2 separate regions of the Mus musculus genome follow, and region 2 is linked to region 1. A link is a contact called in public HiChIP or PLAC-seq data. All regions are on one chromosome and are shown on one strand. Each heading gives the region's core, a stretch centred on a gene start, on an enhancer-like site or on the middle of the called end of the contact. The rest is flanking DNA. Distances are from core to core; before and after follow the strand shown.

Evidence for each region. HiChIP or PLAC-seq counts read pairs in DNA pulled down with a chosen protein or histone mark.
Region 2: an H3K4me3 HiChIP or PLAC-seq map of embryonic basal ganglia shows a contact between it and region 1, with 3 times the contacts expected there. The contact joins the promoter of 1700095J03Rik here to the enhancer-like site in region 1. A contact is called at or near these places in 19 of 39 promoter capture datasets (the 3T3-L1 cell line, the C10 cell line, HPC-7-derived erythroid cells and 9 more), 1 of 15 datasets of contacts at CTCF or cohesin (stem cell-derived epiblast-like cells), 80 of 484 Hi-C or Micro-C datasets (the 63-12 cell line, the AtT-20 cell line, B cells and 53 more), 12 of 115 datasets of contacts at active chromatin or transcription factors (acute myeloid leukemia, bone marrow-derived dendritic cells, differentiating embryonic stem cells and 8 more) and 6 of 9 other capture datasets (adipose tissue, embryonic stem cells, embryonic tail and 3 more).

What each region holds. Positions count from the first base shown.
Region 1 is chr7:109,230,034-109,237,018 of GRCm38.p6, reverse strand. No RefSeq gene overlaps it. Among named protein-coding and RNA genes, the nearest start is that of Gm32563, 19 kb to the left of the region's middle. Within about 2 kb of position 4,863, at least 23 of the 459 cell types and tissues checked have an H3K27ac peak or open chromatin away from gene starts, as enhancers often do. A contact at or near this core is called in the N1E-115 cell line and embryonic basal ganglia, where this site is marked.
Region 2 is chr7:109,435,303-109,441,942 of GRCm38.p6, reverse strand. 1700095J03Rik (RIKEN cDNA 1700095J03 gene) reads right to left here and starts at 3,325. Exons shown (of 2, transcript NR_152110.1): 1 at 1,761-3,325. It overlaps Stk33 (serine/threonine kinase 33), which reads left to right and starts at 2,890. Exons shown (of 14, transcript NM_054103.1): 1 at 2,890-3,026.

The DNA.
Region 1 (6,985 bases), core at 3,614-6,113:
TATGATCTCCAAGGTCTCTAATCATGAATGTCCTAGGCATCTTTGATATATGTGGTGGGTATAAAAGAACTTGGAATCTCACCGTTTCACAGAGAAGATCCAGGTGGCTAAGAGAGAACATTTCCGCCTGAGGATGGTTAATGCCTGAGGATAAGCCTTGTGGAAATATCCTTCAGATTTCTCTAGTACCAGGAGCCAATGGCCAATGTAATGGATGAGGTAACACCTTCAAAGGATTTCTCCCATTGGTGACAGGGGACGCCATGAGTAAGAAGAGGAAAGCTCCAGGTGCTTCCATCTGTTGTGTATATGACGACAAACAATGTACTAATTACTTTTCTGTCGCTGTGATAAAATACCATGACTAAAACAACTTTTAGAAAGGGTTTAACTGAGCTTCCAGTCCGAGAGAGAGAGCTCACAATGGTGGGGAGACAGAGCAAATATGGTGGCAACAGCAGGTAGCTCCATACAGAGAAAGCTGGGAGAAGGAAGGGGGAGCAGGACGAAGTTTCCAACCTTCAAAGCTCACTCCCAGTAACATGCTTCTCCCACAACGGCTGCACCCCCTAAAGGTTCCCTCATCTCTCCAAACAGCACCGGCTGAGCACCAAATGTTCAAATACATGAGCTTACAAGACCAGCTTAAAACCACCATAAATACTGTTGGTAGAACCGGTAACTAGGGCCAACTGATCTCCAGAAAAGGCCTTGCAACCCATCCTAGGGCTAAAGAAGGAACGCCAGAGCTGTCTGGGCTGAGATAGGTCCACAGCCCATCTGTCCTCTCTGCACCTGTACTGGCTCACTAGCTGGGATGGTCCTATGCCTCGCCTGGCAACTCCTGCCTGAAGTTGTGAGATCCTGAAACATCCTCAGGACCATCCCATCCTGAAGCATGACACCCCAGGCCACCCCAGCAAGAGCCAACAGAGGAGCCAGAGGAACTGGTGCAGGGGCCAGGAAGCTCAGCTTCATCGGAACAGCTACAGAAAGGAAGACGCTAGAAACCAAGAGGGAGGGAGAAACAGCCTGTCTGGGGTCTAGTAGCTCCCAACGACCTTGAAAGCTTCAGTCTGCAAGAGTGGAGTCCAGTGAGAGATGAAATTTCCAAGTGATTCTGGTGAGAGGATGGGGAGATGAGTTGTAGGGCCAGTTGGGGTGAAATACTTCAGCTAAGAGCCAAGGTCAGGCTGAGGGTGGAAGGAGGCTACATACCCATTAGGTATAGATAGAAAATCTGCAGGACTCAAAAGGAGTAGTAGAACTCTTAAATCTGATCCCAAATAAAACCCTTCCCTGGGTATGTATTATCAAAGCAATTGGAGCTCATGCTCTGCCACTCAGCTGTCCCAGGACACCTGTCCACATCCCTTCACTCCTCCAAGCCTTGTGAGCAGAGTACACTCCTTGTGGCCTACAGTCAAGCCACCCTGAGGGTGGATAGATAGCAGGCTTCTACAGATGCCTGAGGCCCCCTCTAAGCCTTGGTCTTCTCATCCTCTGGGGTCCTGGCCATTGCCTATCCATCCTGGAGGTCTAGGCCAGTGGTGCAGCCTTTGCCCCTTGGTGGATGTGGTGGTGGTGGGGGGCTCCAGCATCTCAGCCTGCAGGGGCTGACCCCACAAGCTCCTGGCTTGCTTGTTGGCTGGGGTGGGAGATGAAAGCTGCTCCCCCCACCCCCTCCTCAGCCTCCAGGCCAAGTCTCTTCACCTCTCCCCCTCTCCTTTGCAGCACTGTAAGAATTATTATTTTTTTAAATCCTCATTGGAATGCTAATTTTGATTTTGAGTGTCTGTCATGGGCTCTTTGAAGTTTTTCAGACAAAGTAAGTATCTCCTTAACAGAGAGGATTAGTGCCTGCTTGTTTAGAACCCTCTGACTGAGAGTGACAAGCAATTTCAGAATCTGTGGGGTTTAGGGAGGCTGCAGGAAGAGGGGCTGCCTACTTCCCTGTGGTCAGCTTTCCATAAATGGCTTAATGGGGTTAGAGTTTAACCCCTCAAACAGGGATCAGCGCCCCCAGCTTGAAAGCCAATGAGCAGCGAGGCAGAGCTTGCTATTTAAATCCAGCAGGGCTTGGTTAGAACTCTTTTATTCTCTTAAGTTTAAAGAAAACAAACCCATTTCCCTTGCAGGATTTGGGACCCACTTCAGCCATCTGTCCCTATAGCCCCTGCCTCAAAACTCAGCCTTCCCTCTGCAGGAAATTCATAGCCCATGCTCAGCCCGGGATGGGATGCTCCCGGCTTTGTGATTCCCTTCAATTCAGGAGTGCTAATGGGGCAATTTGTAAAGAAAGAAATATAATGAGTTATCACAAAGCCCAGCAAGGACTCGACAAACCTGGCACTTCCCATCCATCAAGCATCCTAGCGTGGTTGAAGACCAGCAGGGCCAGAAATCCTGTGTGGCCACTGGGAGTGCAGCCTCGCCTTGGCCTGGATGTGCATGTATGTAACTGCTGAGACCACCCCCTGCCCTCTCTGCTTATTCCCCCAAATCCTGTGGCCCTGGAGAGCCAGAACCCCTGGGGACATGATATAAGGAAGCAAAGAGAAGATCCTTAAGATGTATTTGCTAGAGTAAAATGATTGCAGAGGCCACCTTTAAGCAAACAAACAGGAAAACATTAGCATAGCATGTGAGGCTCCTTGAAGCCAGTGTGCCTGTGTATGTGTGTGTGTGTGCGCGCCTCCATGTGTGTGTATGTGTTTGTGTGCCTGCATGTGTGTGTACATTTTGTGTGTACATTGTATGTATGCATTGTGTGTATACTTTGTGTGTGTATACATTGTGCGTATGTGTGTTCATTGTGCCCCAGAGCCCCCAATGCCAGCGATGCTGGGGCTACTTGGACTGTCTTTGACTAGTCATTAGGCCTATGGTCATGGATGATGTCAGGCAGTCAGATTTATCCAGTGACATCTTGAAGTTCAACTCTGTCCAATCTGGTCCTGGGGTGAGACTATGAGGCCTTCTGAAGAGAGCAAATGGTGTGCCAAGTCCACTCTGGGACATAGCAGTGTGTGAACTTGAATGCTAGGCCCACCAACAGACAAGCCCTTCCCATGAGCACGGTGAGGCCCAGAAAGGGGAATGAATTACCATAGGAGAGTTAAGACAATGATACCCTGTTACACTGGGTATACATCGTAATCCAGACCCCAGTTTGGTTGAGGCTGGGAAGCAGCAGTAGAAAGAGGAGAGGTTTAGAGAGCCCATCAAACAAGCTTTGACTCCAGGCCCCTCATTTCAGCAGCTCAGCCTGCCCATTCTTCATGCTGGGCTCCCTAGCCTGGCTCTTCTCTTTTCCTTGCCTGACTGTCTGACGCATTATGCTAGCTCTGGCCTGGGAGCCTCAGGCACAGAAGTCTGGGCCGGCCTGAGGAGTGCTAACTCACACATACAGGTGTCTCTAGGCTGAGACTATGTCTTTTTCTTTCTACTGTTCTACCTCTCCCCTGGATCTTGGTGATCTTACCAAATCACTCAGCAGCCCCTTACCAGAACTACAGGTAATAGGAAGATGATCATAGTAATTTGATCAGCACGTGACAGGCAGAGGTGTGGCCTTCTGTGCCATGTGTTCCAGATTGGTCTCCACCATGCCCTACCCATTTGGGTCCTGTCCTTTTCCTTCTTGCTTTGTAGACAAGTTGGGAAGGGAATCTCCCCAAAGTCAAGGAAAGCCACTTTGGAGCCTCAGAATAGGCAGGTTCCACTGATAGGACCAGCCTTCTCCCTTGTATAGATAATGAATAGCTACCATTGCTGATACTTCCTGTGCCCCAAAGGCGACCCTGGATTTGTACTTGACTAACTCATTAATTCTCTCAACAGTACTATGGTGGGATACTTCTGCTCTCATACCAAATTTTCAGAATAGGGAAGAGAGGCACAGAAAAGTTATACAAGTTGATTAAGGTCACTCTACTATCTCAAGCCCAACTCAACCGTGCTGGGAAGCTGGAGGTTCTTTGCTCCAACCAGGTCAAGTGCCAGAGAGGCAGATTCCTGACCACTGCACTTCTCCAGAGAAGGACCTGTGGAGTCTTGGGGGCCAGGAACTTGAAGTTTCCCCTAAGAATGAGTGAGGGACAAAAAGATGGTAGTGTATATAGCACATTGACTCCCATCCAAAGGCAGACCTCAAACGGCATTGAGTCAACTGAACCCATGTGTACATGTGCCAATCACAATGTCCTATGCCTCACCCATGGAATTTCCCACAAGTCTCCCAGCAGCCCCACAGGTAGGAACTACTGATTCATTGAAGTCGGATGGAGACTCAGCAAGACAAAGAAATTTATCCAAGGTCACACAGCTACCAAGAGATTTAGCTTGGCATCAAATTAACTAGGTCTAGTTTAACAGCTAGGCACATTCCACCAGGTGTTAGAGAGGGGCCTGTGGAGAAGGAAAAAGAGGAAGACAGATAGTTAGAAGTGCTGTGACATGTTAGGGAAGGCATAGATGGCCCTCCTGTCATCCAGAGCTAGTAGACCAGAAACTAACATCAGCTGCCAGAAAAGTCTCAAGAAAAGACACCCATCCTACCACAGGGTAGAGGTCTGTGTGGAGGCAGGGGGATGCAGGGATTGACCTTAACTCCTGGTTTGTCACTCCTAGCCTCCCTCTAGGGCAATGAAAAGTAGAGTCTTGTTGCCTCCCACAGGGGTAGATGGCCTTGGCTGAACCCTGTTCCCATTACATCAGCTAGGAATCCTGACCCTCAGGGGCTCCATCATTGCTTGGCCACTCCCCTCTGCACCTCTGTGTCCCACCCTGTCGATCTCTGTGTTCCACCAGGTCACCACTCCAGGCTCCCCATCATTCAGATGTCCTGGGAGCGGAAGGGTTACGGCAGACGCCTCTGAGTGGAGGCTGCTGTTCCCCAGCGTTAAGCAGCTTTAGTGTCTCCTACCCCAGTCCTGATTTAAAATTCATAAATGCTAATCCTTCATAATTTACGGTTTAAAAGCAGCCCCACTCACAGGCCCCGTGGCTACAGCTCTGTCAGAGTAATTATGCCGCCAAGCTGAAATTGGACTACTAACTGAGATATTAAACAGGGGGGGAAATCCTCGCGCTGGCAGCCGACCCAATTATTCCAAATAAGCAAACAGATTAGTGAGTAATTTTCCAGTTAAATTTGGTGATTGGTGCCAGAATTGTATGTTAAATATTCAGAAGTAAATAGATTAAAGATGAAATGTGCCCCCCTCCTTTTTTTTCTGGGCTTAATTTACTGTGTATATTAAAACTTTTTCATGAGGAGGAAAAAAAGTAAAAAATGATAATTAAAAAATCCAAATAAACCCCTCCGGGCGTCCCGATGAAGCTTGTCAGAGGCCAGAATGGGGCCCTCCAGCTTCTTCTACCTCCCAGCCCTCTTGGGAAGAATGAGGCCCAACTCCAAGTCTCCCAGGGGAGATCTGGGTGGGGCATGAAGTCTGGGTGGGCTGGGGACCCCAGTTCCCACCTGCTGGGTTATATTTCTTTACAAAGAGAAATCCTAAACCTATTAGTGGTAAAGTCAGGCAGATGGAGGAGTGGGGGCAGGCAGGGGTACAAAAGTGGCTCTTGGCATGCGAGGCCCCTGGGTACTAGGCTCCTCCTCCTCTCTCAGAGCCAGGACTGGCACTCAGGTCCCACTGTTCAAGGCTAATACCCCCACATCAGCCACTGTGCTTTCCAGGTTTGGCGATGTGAAACTCTGCCCCAGTGAACACGCTTGTACACACCACACACACACACACACACACACACACACACACACACACACACACACAGGCTGGTCCTCCCTTCTCCCTGGCTGCCTACCTTCTCCCCCCCCCCCCCCCCCACACACACACACAGGCTGGTCCTCCCTTCTCCCTGGCTGCCTACCTTCTTCCCCACCCCTTCTTTAGATTCACAGCAGATTCTCCCCATCTGTGCATCTAGCAGAGACAGGACTGTGAGTCATCATCCCAATAAGAAAAAACTAGAACCAGAGACCCAGAGAGGCCTGCGGGCTCTCCCCAGGTACCCAGCATTGCAGAGGTGGAAATGAATGCCCAATAGCTGCTTAGCTGTTCAGGCTGTGCTCTCTGCTGCCTCCTAGAGGTTACAGGATTCTGGCATCGGCTCATCCCTGACAGGAGGGCAGGAGTAGAGGCAGACAGAAAGAAGCCCTGATCCCTGTCAGGAATGGGCTGGTGGAAGAGGTTCTGCAGGTGGAGAGGGGCCAGATAAAACTCACAGGTTTTGAGAGGACAGCTGGGTCAGGACACTCAAGCCTGCCTCCTGCCCCACTCTCCTGCCTTTCACCATTCCCACTCCAGGCCTGGTGGCAACCTTAAACAGATTCCTCCAGGGTAGATCCCTAACTCTCTGTCCCAGGGATCCCCTTCCTGGGGTTTTCAAATCCTGTCTGTGAGAGGGAAGATGGGGGAACTCAGAATATATTCTCAACTCAGAGGCTTCCTTCCTTTCATATCTGGCTGAGGTGTCAGTGGATGCTGGAAACATCCGCTACTGGGGCCACTCCCTGTGAAGGCGCCCCTGAGGGAAGGGAAGAGCTGTTGCTTCTCCCCAATGTGGGAGGGCCGAGGCCAAGCCGCAGGTTGGTATCCCATATAAACATAGGCCACATGAGCAGACCTTAAGGCCTGGAACCCAAGCAGAGGAAGATGGGCAGCATGAGACAAGGACATTAAAGGGAGCCGCCTGGCTCGGCTTCCTCTGTTTGTTCACAAACAATGTGTATGAGAGTTCCCTGAGTACCCCTTACAGAGCATGTTCCTGTGCGCGCACACACACACACACACACACACACACACACACACACACACACGAGCCTGGAGTGTCCTAAAGAACACTAACCAGCAATCCTTGGAAGGCTGTTGCTCCTACATAGATTTTGCAAGTTTTGAAAAGCAGTGGTCTGGAGAAGAAGGCTCAGTAGGACATAAGTTCATGCCTCTGGAGAGAGGCTCGA
Region 2 (6,640 bases), core at 2,076-4,575, 210 kb before region 1:
CATGGACTGTCCTATGGGGGCATAAAGTAATTATATTAGTTGGCAAGGGCTCTATACCCACAGCTATTTCTTTATAGAAGTGGGGGACTATCCTGAATTTTTGGATGGGCCTAATCTAATCATATGAGTTGTTCATTTATTTTGCAGTCCTGGCAAACCCAGGGCGGTACACATGCTAGGTGGGTCCTCTTTTGCTGAGTTACATCCCCAGCACTCACTCTGGTCCTGTAGAGCCTAGAACCTTCTCCAGATGGAATTAGAGGCCAACTAAATCTCAGAAGTGTTTCTGTTAGTAAATACATATACAGTGGGTGGCAATATAAAACATATTTCTTTTTAGTGGCTTATGAACCAAAAAAAGGAGAAACCCTGGCTTAGATAAGCTGGAAAGATTCTGCTACGGGGTTGGGACATTCTTAAAACCGCTTTAAAGTTAGGCAGAGTGGTGCATGCCTTATATTCCAGTACCCAGCAGGCAAGTGGGTCTCTGTGAGTTTGTGGCCAGCCTGGTCTACACATCGAGTTTTAGGACGCCTAGAGTTGTATAGTGAGTTCTGTCTCAAACAAAACAAACCCTCTAACAAATGCAGAGATGTCACAAATATTTTACTTACTGTCAGGGGAAAAGCTCCATTCTTATTTAAAACTTATTTATTTTTATTATTGTGTCTGCACATGTGTGCACATGTGCTTGTGCCACGGTGCATGTATGGAGGTCAGAGGACAACATGCAGGTGTTGGCTTTCTCTTACCTTTGCATGTGTTCTGGGAATGGGACAGGTTGTCAGGATTGGTATCTTTATCTACTCAGTGTCTTTATCTACCAAGCCGTGCTTGCAAGCCACTGATATCGTTTCTTAATATAAGCAAATGGAGCAAGGCTGATGCTAAAGACTTGCGATAGGCAGAGTTCCAAGGGGAAGATAAGGTGGTACACTCAGCCTTAAACATTTTGGAGGGTATCAGTGAGACAGCTCAGTGGGTAGAGGTTGCACATATGCAGGCCTGAACTTGTTTGAACTGCAAATCCCACAAGGTGGCAGGAGAGAACTGAGCCCCAAGAGTTGTCCTCTGATCTCCATATAAACACGGCAGAGATACATGTTCATATGCACCCAAATAAATGGACCTGTGTGTATGTGTGTATGTGTGCGTGTGTGCGTGTGTGCGTGTGTGTGCGTGTGTGTGTTTAGGCTAGAAGTCAGCTTTAGGTGGTGTTGTTCCAAGGAACTGTCAACTTTGGTTTTTGACTGCTCACTGGTCTGAAACTTACCAATTAGTCTATGATAGCTGGCCAGTAAGCCTCAGGAAACCTCCTGTCTCTACCTCCTTAGTGCTGGGATTATTAGCATGTGCCTCTGTGCCCAGTTTTCAATTTATTTTTTTTAACTTGGGTTCTGGGAATCAACCTCAGGTACTCATGCTTGAAGTCAGTATTTTATCAACTGAAACTATCTTCCCAGACTACAAACACAGTGTGCTTCGATGGTCTGACCCAACTCAGAAAAAACAAAACAAAACAAAACAAAACCCTAGCCTACTGGTTCCTAACCAGTGCTAGAAACACATACACACACACACACACACACACACACACCTACCCACCCGTTCAAAACTGGGACCTATTTAATCAGAATCTCTGAGTGTATAATTTGTGAATCTACACTTAAACACAAAATAAAGTAAAACAAAAATTCCCGGTAGATGTCTGGTGTTGAGCAAGTTTGGGCATCACTGACAGACTGCAGGGGAGGACTCACCAGCATGCCTTTCCAACAATTCTTCCTACCAGTGTTGTCCCTTAACTAGGCTTTGTCAGATGTTTGAAGTTGTTTTTTGGAAGGGTCCGGAGTCTAAAAGCCTTCGTAGGGGTTTGTTAAAGGCGGATCCATGCATGTCACAGTTCAGTGAAGCAGATAGTAGTTTATCTCCTCAAACTCATGCTCAGACTTAGGCTTGGATGGGCAATCATGCCATCTTTCTATACAGGCAAGGGGGACATACAGAGTGCAAATTCTCACATCTCTTCCAGACTCTTGTTAGACGATAGTTCTGTAATTTTCCAGAACATTGCTTGGCCAAGATCCCAAAGTTCTATTAATATAGTACATGGCAGGGAGTATTTGTGGTTGAAAAATGGTTTCCAAAATGAAGTTACCAACTACTTGTGCCCATTTTGAGCACTTTTTTCCCTCCTATGAAAGCAACAGGATTAAGTAGTTGCCAAATGTACACCTGTAAGCAATAAAATTAATTGCTTTGCTGTACTGTTACTGGCTATCAATCACCTTAATTTTAGAAGACATCTGCCTTGAATAATTATGCTAGTCCAAGTAGAGTTGAATTTCTTCCCGACAGCTGCTGGAGAGAGGACCCGCCCACAGAAGCCATTCCTAGTTCAGATCAATAATAGAACATTAGCATACAGCTGTAGCCAGCTTTTCACGGCTCCATTGCTTGCGACATACATTGGAGATGGTCCCACAGAGGCTTGGGACAAGTCTAGAGATATGTTATTTGACTCGTCACGGGCCACTTCAGCCTTTCTGTGAGGATCCACACCCAGCTCTCAGCAGAGACGCCCTGACCACGTTCACATCGTATGAGGCCCCCTGGACGGGCGAGCCTCGCCGCACGAGCACCGGCCGCCTGGGCCATGACTGAGAATAAGTCGGAACATCCCGTCACGATAGCGACAGTGCTGTTGAAAAGCGTTTTACTTGACACGGTGCTCGAGGCAGGCTTCCCCGCTCCGTGTCTGGGGTGCGGCCCGCGGAGACCAGGCTCCCGGGCACGCGGGCGCCGTTGTGCGGCCCCCGCTCTCCTCACAGGCCTCACTTGCGCGCGGAAGGCTGGGGCTTCGCGTTTGCTGTCGCGCTTTGTCCCGGTGCAGACCCCGTCCACCTCCTGGGTCGGCATCCCGGGCCTTAGAAAAGTTCAGCTTCTTTAGGTGTGGCGTTCGGGGCTGGGGGACCACTCGGGTCCAAGTGTGTGCCTCTGTCAGGGGCAGCCCGCCGGCCGTTGTGGTGAGTGGCCTCGCAACGCTGACTCGCCCTACCCTGAGGGAAAAGGTGGGCGGGAGGGTTAGGCAGCCTTCGAGCCCCGTTGCTATGACAACCGCAGGCAAACGGGCCTCAGGGCTCCAGCCAGCGGTCGGCCAGGCGTCCTGCGCGGAGGAGGGTCCTGGGGATGATCACGGACCCTTTTAGGAGTCTCGGGGGACCCAAACACCCGGGACCTCATTTTCCCCTGGTCTGGTGTTTGGGGTGGTCCCTTGCTGCTTGGGTCCATCTTCACTTCCTCACTCCCATCCCATGTTCGCTACAGGAAACATTTTTGAAAGTTTAATGTGATCTCACTCAGGGTAAGTGTGTGTGTGTGTGTGTGTGTGTGGGAAAACGTCCTTAAAAGCCATGGAGTTGTAAGGGCTTGGTGTCTTTTTAATTTCCTAAGAGCCTGACATCTACTAGGACCTCGTTATGTGGTAGCTTCTTAAGTCTTTTTCCTTGCACAGAGTGGATGCTCAGGAGGCAGGGCGATGTTAAGAGCAGTCTCCAGATGATTCTGAGGACAGGGAATTTAAACCTGCTGTCTCTGTTTCCTAGACGCACGTTAGAATTTCTCACACCGTTGTCGGGTGAAATGAGCCTGTATGTGGTATTGCCCTGTGAATGACAAATAGAAAGTGGTTAAGTTAGTTGTAGGGGATAATTGCACATTCGGGGTGCTCCTCACGCCTAACCACAGCGGAGGAACCTTGCCCCCCCCCCCCCCCGCTGTTTTTTGGTCTGACAACCCACCTTCAACATCAGAGCAAGATCAAGCCAGCCTATGTAGGAGGAAGGATCTGCGAATGGAATGCCAAAGCAACAGATTTTGAACTTAAGCTTGCTCTCCTTGTTCTCCAGGTCATGTCTTCAAATTGTGAGCACCACACCGAGATACTACATATCTAAAAGTCTAGTCTGTGTAAGCCACCAGTGTTCTTTTCCTAATGAATCATATATCTATATCATTTTCAAGCCAGGAATCTTGCCCTCATCAGTACCCATTTCCCTTTCTCCTATGTCCATACTGCCATGACTTTGTGTTCATTTTGTCTTCAAACCAAATATCAGATCTAACCACTTCTGTTTCTTCTTCTATCACCCTAGTCTGGGCTACCATGCTCTTACTGTGTCTCTTGAAGTTACCTTCTAATTGGTCTGAAGTCAGTGTCCCATTTTAAAGTATTCCTATTTTATCTCTTGCTCTACAGCAGGAACAATATTTAAAATTTACAAATTGATTATGCTGAGCCAGAAAAATGGCTCCTTGGGTAAATAAATGTGCTTACCACCAAGTCCGATGACACAAAATTGATCCCCAGGACCCACGTGTTGGAAGGAGAGAACAGACTCCACAAATTGTACACAAAATAGATACATAATACATACATACATACATACATACATACACACACACACACACACACACACACACACACACACACACAGCACACAGGGAGGCCCTGAATTCAATCCTAGCACTCTAAATAAATACATAAGTAAATAAATAAATTTAGGCCAGGCCTTATGGCTAGCTTCTACTTGTTTTCTTCCTGATGTAGTCTCTCAGGTAGCTGGGATTGCAAGCATGCGCCTCTGTGCTTGGGGATACATAGACTCTTCTTCAGTTTTCCATCATGGCTTTTTGTCTCACTTCAGGACCTTTGCACATGTTCCTGTCCCTGCCATTGTTGTTCTCTTTAATTAATTCTTGGTCACCCTTAATATCCCAAGGCCAAATGTTTCCTCAAAGTGATCACTATATTTGATTAATTTATCTGGAACAAACCTCCTCAAACATTGGCCCTTCCGGCACAGTTATCTCCCTTCAGTAGCATTTGTGTGTCTGGCACACGGGGGCTAGGGGCGTTAATAACGAGCTGGATGCTTGAGTTACAACTGTTTCCCCATGGCATTCAGTCGTATATGAAAATATCATGCTGTGCCTAGAAGCACAGACTACAGAACCAGACAGATGGTTTACATGTTCATTCTAGTTCTATCACAGTTCCATGCCTGAAACCCGTGGGGCTGATGTTTCATTTTATTGAAGGGTGATATGGTGGATGGATGGATCCTCTGGGATCCAGAGTGTGTATATATTGTACCCTAATGGTCTGAATAAGAATGGCATCCATAGGCTTATATCTTTGAATGCTTGTGGGTGGGCTTTGGGGTTTCAAAAGCTCAAGCCAGGCCCAATGTGTCTCTCAGCTACTCCTCTAGCACCATGTGTGCCTTGTGTCACCGCTCTTGCTCCCTGCCACACTCCCCACCATCATGGTAATGAGCTAAACCTCTGGAACTGTAAGCCAGCCACAATTCAATGCCTTCCTTACTGAGATTTGCAGTGGTCATGGTGACTCTTCATAGCAGTAGAACACCAACTAATTGAACCCTGAATGTCATCAAGTACATTAACTTTTCTATGGTAAACTGAATCCACTCTTACTTGGGATAAAGGTGATACATAGGTTGACATCAGGTTATGGCAAGGTTTAGCAACGAATAACTTACCAAAAATTTATGATAACATTTTGTTTCCATAGCATTTGAATTTTTGAATTTCAGCCTAGAATGTCAGAGTTTGTTTCAGTGTAACCTTAGTTCAGTCACCTTCTCAGTGCCTCAGATTTCTCACTGGGAAGTCAGACATGACAGTAGCACTGGTCTGCCTATAGTTGAATGCCAAATTGCTTTGAGAAGTGAGTGAATGACTCCATGTGAACTACTTGGAACAGTGAATGGTGATTAGTAACGTGTAAGGATCTGCCCTTGTACCGTCTTCTTAGCTCCACAATCACACTATGAATGAAGCTTTATTAGCTATTATTAGTGGCTATTTATATGTGAACTACCAAATGTAATGATGAATGTCTTCATAATTTAATCTTCTCATTGTGTCCTTGTTGCTTAAGATCAGTTTCTCAAAAATGGAATTACAAAGGAACAGGGATGCTGTAGTGTTCTTGAATTGTAGGTCTGCTCTGCTCTCCAAAAAGACTGTACAGTCTTCAGTCCCACTATCAGCTATGTGATGCTCATGTTAGCATTACTTAAAAAAACAAAACAAAACAAAACAAACCTTTGTCCACTTCAGATAAAGTTCCTCCTTATTTTAACTCATATTTTTATTATTTATTTGTTTAAAGATTAAAAATATCATTATTAGATATTAGCTATTTCTTTCATCCAAATTGACTATACAAGCTCTTTGAAAGATTTTCTAGATATAGTGATTGTACGCATTCATGTGTGATACTTGAATACATGCACATAGCATGTAATGATCAGATCAGGGCAACTGACATATTTGTCACTTCAGGCATGTATCACTTCAAACTGTCACCGCTCTTGTTCCCTGCCACACTCCCCACCATCATGTTTTAAGTTTTAAGTTCGTTGTCACTGAATAGAGCTGTCTGATTGAGCTGGGAATATTTGGAGTCATTCCTGCCATCCAGCTTCACCCCCGACCCACTTACTATACCGTCAGTTTTTTTTTAAACCATTGTTTGTTTGGTTTCTTTACCTCGTCTGTCCTCCTTGGCCTATGCAGTACCTTGTATCCCGGGCTTTGGCAGGAATTAACG